Regions from separate parts of the Oryctolagus cuniculus genome. Here region 2 is linked to region 1. The links are chromatin contacts, called in public Hi-C maps. All regions are on one chromosome and are shown on one strand. The core of a region is the stretch at or near the end of the contact, and the rest is flanking DNA. Distances in the headings are between cores, read along the strand shown.

Region 1 (2,907 bases), core at 104-2,603:
ATCTGGGGAGTGAATCAGCAGACAGAGTATCTCTCTGCCTCTCCCTTCCTCTTTCTGTAATGGCATGACACCAGCCCCTAAACCAAGAATTTCAAGTAAATAAATAAAATAAATAAAATCAATAAAAATTTAAAAATACAACTTAGTAAAACAGAAAATGCTAATGGCAGAAACACAAAATATATGGTTACTAACTATATTTTTAAAGAGTTCTTAGGAAAAATTAAAAGGAAATAGAACCGGAAAGTTATATGTGATTTTTTCCTGATTTCTTGCTCATTCCACCACACATTCCTGTAATGCAGCCGTCATACTTTTTACACTTAAGGACAAGCACATATACTTGCACACACACAACAGTAAGAACATAAATCCATGCTAAGTGGGAGTTGCAAGCTTCAAAAACTAGTAAGGGACACTTTTCCCAGTCACTTTCGAGCTGGTCTCAGAAGCCGCTGCTGCGGTAATGCGTCCTCTTACTCCATCTCCGGGAGCCAGTCTCCCACTGCAATGTTATATTGCAGAAGGGTTTTCCTCTATGTGGGTTTCTTTTTTTTTTTTTCTTTAAATATTTATTTATTTATTCGAAAGTCAGAGTTACACAGAGAGAAGGAGAGGCAGAGAGACAGAGAGGTCTTCCATCTGATGGTTCACTCCCCAAATGGCTGCAATGGCCGGAGCTGTGCTGATCCGAAGCCAGGAGCCAGGAGCTTCTTCCGGGTCTCTCACGCGGGCGCAGGGGCCCAAGGACCTGGGCCATCTTCTACTGCTATCCCAGGCTGCAGCAGAGAGCTGGATCAGAAGAGGAGCAGCCGGGACTAGAACCGGCACCCATATGGGATGCCGGCGCTTCAGGCCAGGGTATTAACCTGCTGAGCCACAGCGCCAGCCCCTCTATGTGGGTTTCAACCCCTGGCTTCTAACATGGACTTTATGAGCCGCTGCATGTCTTGCACACTCTGGGTTATGAGGAAGCCTTTTCCAATGCACCCTGAATCACTACTTGGCAGGGGGGGGGGGGGCAGTGCTGGTTAACTTCCTCTTTACTAGAACGAGAGCGGGAGCAGCAGCAGAAATAGAAGTAGGATCACAATGTCCCCTTCTCCACTCTCATTCACGTCCTTAGGAGACGCACATGCCAGCAACTCGAACCCGTGCACAAGTGTTTCAAGCTCTAACGGACCTGAAGCTGTGCTCTCTGCAGGTGCACAAGTCCGCAACTGCGGGGACGCAGGAGGCACCGAGAGAGGCCAGACACTGAAAACACAAAGCTGTGCTCAACTTCCAGTCACTCCGAACAAGAATCAAAATGGGAACCTCAACACGTCCCTGGGAAACACCTGGCAACTAACCTTCCAAAGCTGGCACAAAGCCCAGTGCTGTGTGTCTGAAACGTCTTTCCTTCTGGGGTCTGATCCCAGCCCCCGTGCCAGGAGAAAACCGGCCCAAGGAGCAGCAGTTCTGCTGCCCCTGCTACGGAACAATATGGCATTGTATACTTGAAAGCTGCTACGAGGGCAGAGCTCATGTTAGGTAGTTCTACTATAATAAAATAAAATAAAATAAATTGCTATAAACCAATTTGCCTCTTGGAAACAAAGCAAGTGTTATGAAGGCACTCAAGGGAGCATGTCCGTTGTCAGTCACAGCATCCGGGACAATTTCCTCTTGCGTAAGAATAAAGGAACACTGTTGGAGATCCTGCAACGACAATTACGTTACACTATTTCGGATCGTGATTCGAAATAGTCGGCGAGGCACTGAACGGGCGTCTGAAGGTAACTGGGCCTCGTCCCGGAGGAACGCAGCATCACGGGTAACAGAGTGTGAGACTGCAAGAGGCCTCAAGACCGTCTGCAGCGGCTGCATTTGTGAAAATCAGCTGAAGACGGGTGGTGTGCGATGACCGCAGCCATGGAAACGCGTCTTCTGCTGCTGCTCCAAATTCAGGCTGTTTCTCAGCCGCTGTCTCATTTACTGCTCGATCACGCCTCATACTCTCCTTTTCACGGGATAGAACCTTAAGTTCTTAATCTAAAAGTAATTTTATCATAAAATATCACTTCTCTACCCCTGGCATGGCTACTGATTATTATAGATCACTTCTTAGCCTTCCTAATTTATGTTAATAAGCCAAGTGTAAAAAGAGTGCTGTTTTCTTTACCATTCGTTAACAAGAGAGGCTGCACAGCAATGCATAGTTTAGATTTCATGTTCATGTTGCATCATGAATTGTGTTTGGCAATGGAGATTTTCAAAGAACAGAAAAGATTAAGCTTACAAATAAAACCCCAGCCTAAGCAATACAACCAAGCAAAAAGAAATCTCAAAAAGTACATATTAGTAAATTTATTTTATAGATCAATAATTTATTTTTTAAAGATTTTTTAATTATTTGAAATAAATAGTTACAGAGAGAGGGAGGGAAAGACAAAGATCTTCCATCCACCGGTTTACTCCCCGTATGGCTGCGATGGCCAGGGCTGAGCCAGTTGGTTCAACCAGGTCTCCCACGTGGGTGGTAGGGGCCCAAACATTTGGGTCATCTTCTATGGCTTTTCCCAGGCTATTAGCAGAGAGTGGGATCAGAAGTGAGCAGCCGGGACACTAACTGGTGTCCATATGAGAAGCTGCCATCATGAGCAGCGGCTTTACCCACTACACCACGACACCAGCCCCTAAACCAAGAATTTAAGAAGAATGTCGTAATCTTAAATTTTTTCTAAGGGGAGCGGGGAAGAATTATCCAACAGAATCTATTTTCCTACTGTGATCCAAATATATATGCTCTTTAAGCCAAAAGAATTAGAGTAAAAAGTTTTATACTTCCTAGAAAACTTGTTTGATCTGTGGATTTAATCCTATATGATAAAAATGTTCCAAGTATGAAATATAGAGCATAAATCT
Region 2 (2,835 bases), core at 261-2,760, 400 kb after region 1:
GATGAACAGCTGTGGTGGATGGGTTTCAGACTGTCTTCCCCCAGAGGGCCTGAGAAAGAGAAAGGCCGTGGCGCTGAGGGCAGGATTGTGCCTTCTGTATCTGGTTCTAGGCAGAGGTCCTCGCGGCCCTAAGCACACATCCCGTGTGGGCCAGATTCTGAGAGGCCCAAGGACCTGGACCATCTTCTACTGCTTTCCAGGCCACAGCAGAGAGCTGGATCGGAAGAGGAGCAGCCGGGACTAGAACTGGCGATGCTGGCGCTTCAGGCCAGGGCTTTAACCCGCTGCACCACAGTGCCAGCCCCTTGGTCATGACATTCTTAAGTTATAGCATACTCCAGGAGAAGAGAAGAGAAAAAGAAAAAATGCAAGTCCTGAACTGAAGAATTCCTGGTTTACTGTTTTTTGGCATAACTAGACAAAGAGAGAATATGGGGGCAGCACCGTGGCATGGTGGGTGTGCTCCTCTCTCGGAACCAGCACCGCATATGCCAATTCGAGTCCTGGCCACCCTGCTTCCAATCCACCTTCTTGCTAATGTGCCTGGGAAGGCAGTGGAAGATGGGCCAAGACCTTCAGCCCCTGCCAACCAGGAAGGATTTCCAGGCCACAAGATTTGGCCTGATCCAGTCTAGGCGGTTGCTGCCATTTGGCGAGTGGAACAGTGGACCAAGATCTCTCTCTGTCTCTGTCTCTCCCTCTGTCTTTGTAACTCCGCCTTTCAAAGACAGCAAGAATTCTTTGGGGGAAAAAAAACACCCCACTTTCTATTTGGAATTCAGACAGGGGAGAAATCCTGAAGAAATAAATCATATGCTAAACATTGACATCTACCGTGTTATGAAACATATCATCAGATGTGCCTTGAGAAAAATATGTGTAACATTAAAAAACTTGCAGGCTGAAAAATTGTTTTTGCACTGGAATAAACCTACCTTATTTCCATTTCCCACAGTTTTTTTTTTTTTTTTAGATTTATTTCTTTATTTGAGAGGCAGAGTTAGAGAGAGAGATAGAGATCTTCCATTCGCTGGTGGAATTCGCTACCCAGATGGCCACAATGGCTGGAAGGCAGGAGCCAGGAGCTTCTTCCAGGTCTGTCACGTAGGTGCAGGGGCCCAAGCACTTGGGCCATCTTCCACTGCTTTCTCAGACTATAGCAGAGAGCTGGGTTGGAAGAGGAGCTGCTGGGACAAGAACCGGAGCCCATATGGGATGCGGGCGAGGCAGACAGAGGCTTAACCCACTACGCCACAGCACTGGCCTCTCCCATAGTACTGTTGCGTTCCTTGTATGGCCTTTGACAAATAACTTGCCACGCCCCATGGACTCTGTTTTTCTCTCTGCAAAATGGAGACAGCAGCAACCACTTTTCAGAGTGGAAAGTTAAGTGAGCCAGAGCACATAAGGGCTTGTCGTCTTGCGCCCCAAATGCAAATTCTGTCCCGGTCTCGTCCTCTGTGTTTCTCCGCAGGGCTACGCCTGTATTTTATTTTAGTCCATCGTGTTTTCCCTCTGTTCTCGGCTTTCCCCGTTGTTTCTGTTCTTATTTTTTCTGGCTGATCTTGCCTCTTCGGTTTCCCTCTTTCCCCTCCCGTTCATGTTTGTTTTGCCTGTGTTTATTTTTCCATCATGAACTTTCCTTGAGTTTCTTTCTCATTTGCTTTTTTGCAGGCGCCTTTTGTTTTACCTGGGGCTTTAGGGCCTTGCACGTTGGTGTCAACACTGACTGCTGATTTTGGACTTTGCTGGGGAGGGGGAGTGGAAGGTGTGGGGAGGCCTGGACGAGGAGGGTGGGGTGGAAGTGGTTCCTTGCTTGGCTGTCCGTGTTTTACAGACAGACATTTCAGCTCCCGGCCAGCGGGCTGACACTTTTTCCCACGGGTCCTCAGGGTTTTTGAATCTGCCCTGATTTCACTCTCCCCCGCCCTCCCTTCCTCTCTACTCAGTTACAGCGGAGTGCAGCTTCCCCTCCCCGGCTTCCTGCTGCCGTGTTTTCTCTGAAACACGTTTTCCCTATTAGGGCCCGCCTCTCACGTTTCACTTGGGCGGAACACCCACTGGAGGGGGAGCTGACTTGTGGAAGGGGGAGGGCCCGCAGACAGTGACAGTAGGAATAACAGTTGCACGGGAGGTGCCAGGGCCCAACAAGGCCAAAGGCAAGAGAGCAGGAACGCATGACCCTCATCCATCGGGCATGGAGCCTAAATAGAATTCGGAGAATACACAGCAAAGAGGCCAACTAAGGGAGGAGTGGCTGGTGACCAGAAGCAAAAGCTGGGAAGTGGGGCTGGCGCTGTGACGCAGCGGGTAAAGCCACTGCCTGCAGTGCCGGCATCCCAAATGGGCGCAGGTTCTAGTCCCGCCTGCTCCACTTCCAATCCAGCTCTCTGCTATGGCCTGGGAAAGCAGTAGAAGATGGCCCAAGTCTGTGGACCCCTGCACCCACATGGGAGACCCAGAAGAAGCTCCTGGCTCCTGGATCGATGCAGTCTGGCTATTGTGGCCATTTGGGTGTGAACCAGCAGATGGCAGAGTTTCTCTCTCTCTCTCTCTCTCTCTCTCTCTTTCGCTTTCTCTCTCTCTGCCTCTCTCTAACTCTGACTTCCTTTTTTTAAAAATATTTATTTATTTATTTATTTGAAAGAGTCACACAGAGAGAGGAGAGGCAGACAGAGAGAGAGGGAGAGAGGAAGAGGGGGAGAGAGAGGGAGAGAGGTAGAGGGGGAGAGAGAGAGAGAGAGGTCTTCCATCCACTGGTTCACTCCCCAGTTGGCCACAATGGCTGGAGCTGTGCTGATCCGAAGCCAAGAGCCAGGAGCCTCTTCCAGGTCT

What was found. A called contact is a pair of places that touch in the nucleus more often than the background predicts.
Region 2: a contact with region 1 is called in a Hi-C map of liver, with 10 times the contacts expected there. The contact joins two enhancer-like sites. A contact is called at or near these places in 6 of 6 Hi-C or Micro-C datasets (ear pinna, embryonic fibroblasts, liver and 3 more).

Annotation. Positions count from the first base shown.
Region 1 is chr20:9,555,623-9,558,529 of mOryCun1.1, forward strand. All of the region lies in intron 7 of SLC38A6 (solute carrier family 38 member 6), which reads right to left. Among named protein-coding and RNA genes, the nearest start is that of SLC38A6, 46 kb to the right of the region's middle. Within about 2 kb of position 1,354, at least 1 of the 8 cell types and tissues checked has an H3K27ac peak or open chromatin away from gene starts, as enhancers often do.
Region 2 is chr20:9,959,446-9,962,280 of mOryCun1.1, forward strand. No RefSeq gene overlaps it. Among named protein-coding and RNA genes, the nearest start is that of SIX1, 42 kb to the left of the region's middle. Within about 2 kb of position 1,511, at least 2 of the 8 cell types and tissues checked have an H3K27ac peak or open chromatin away from gene starts, as enhancers often do.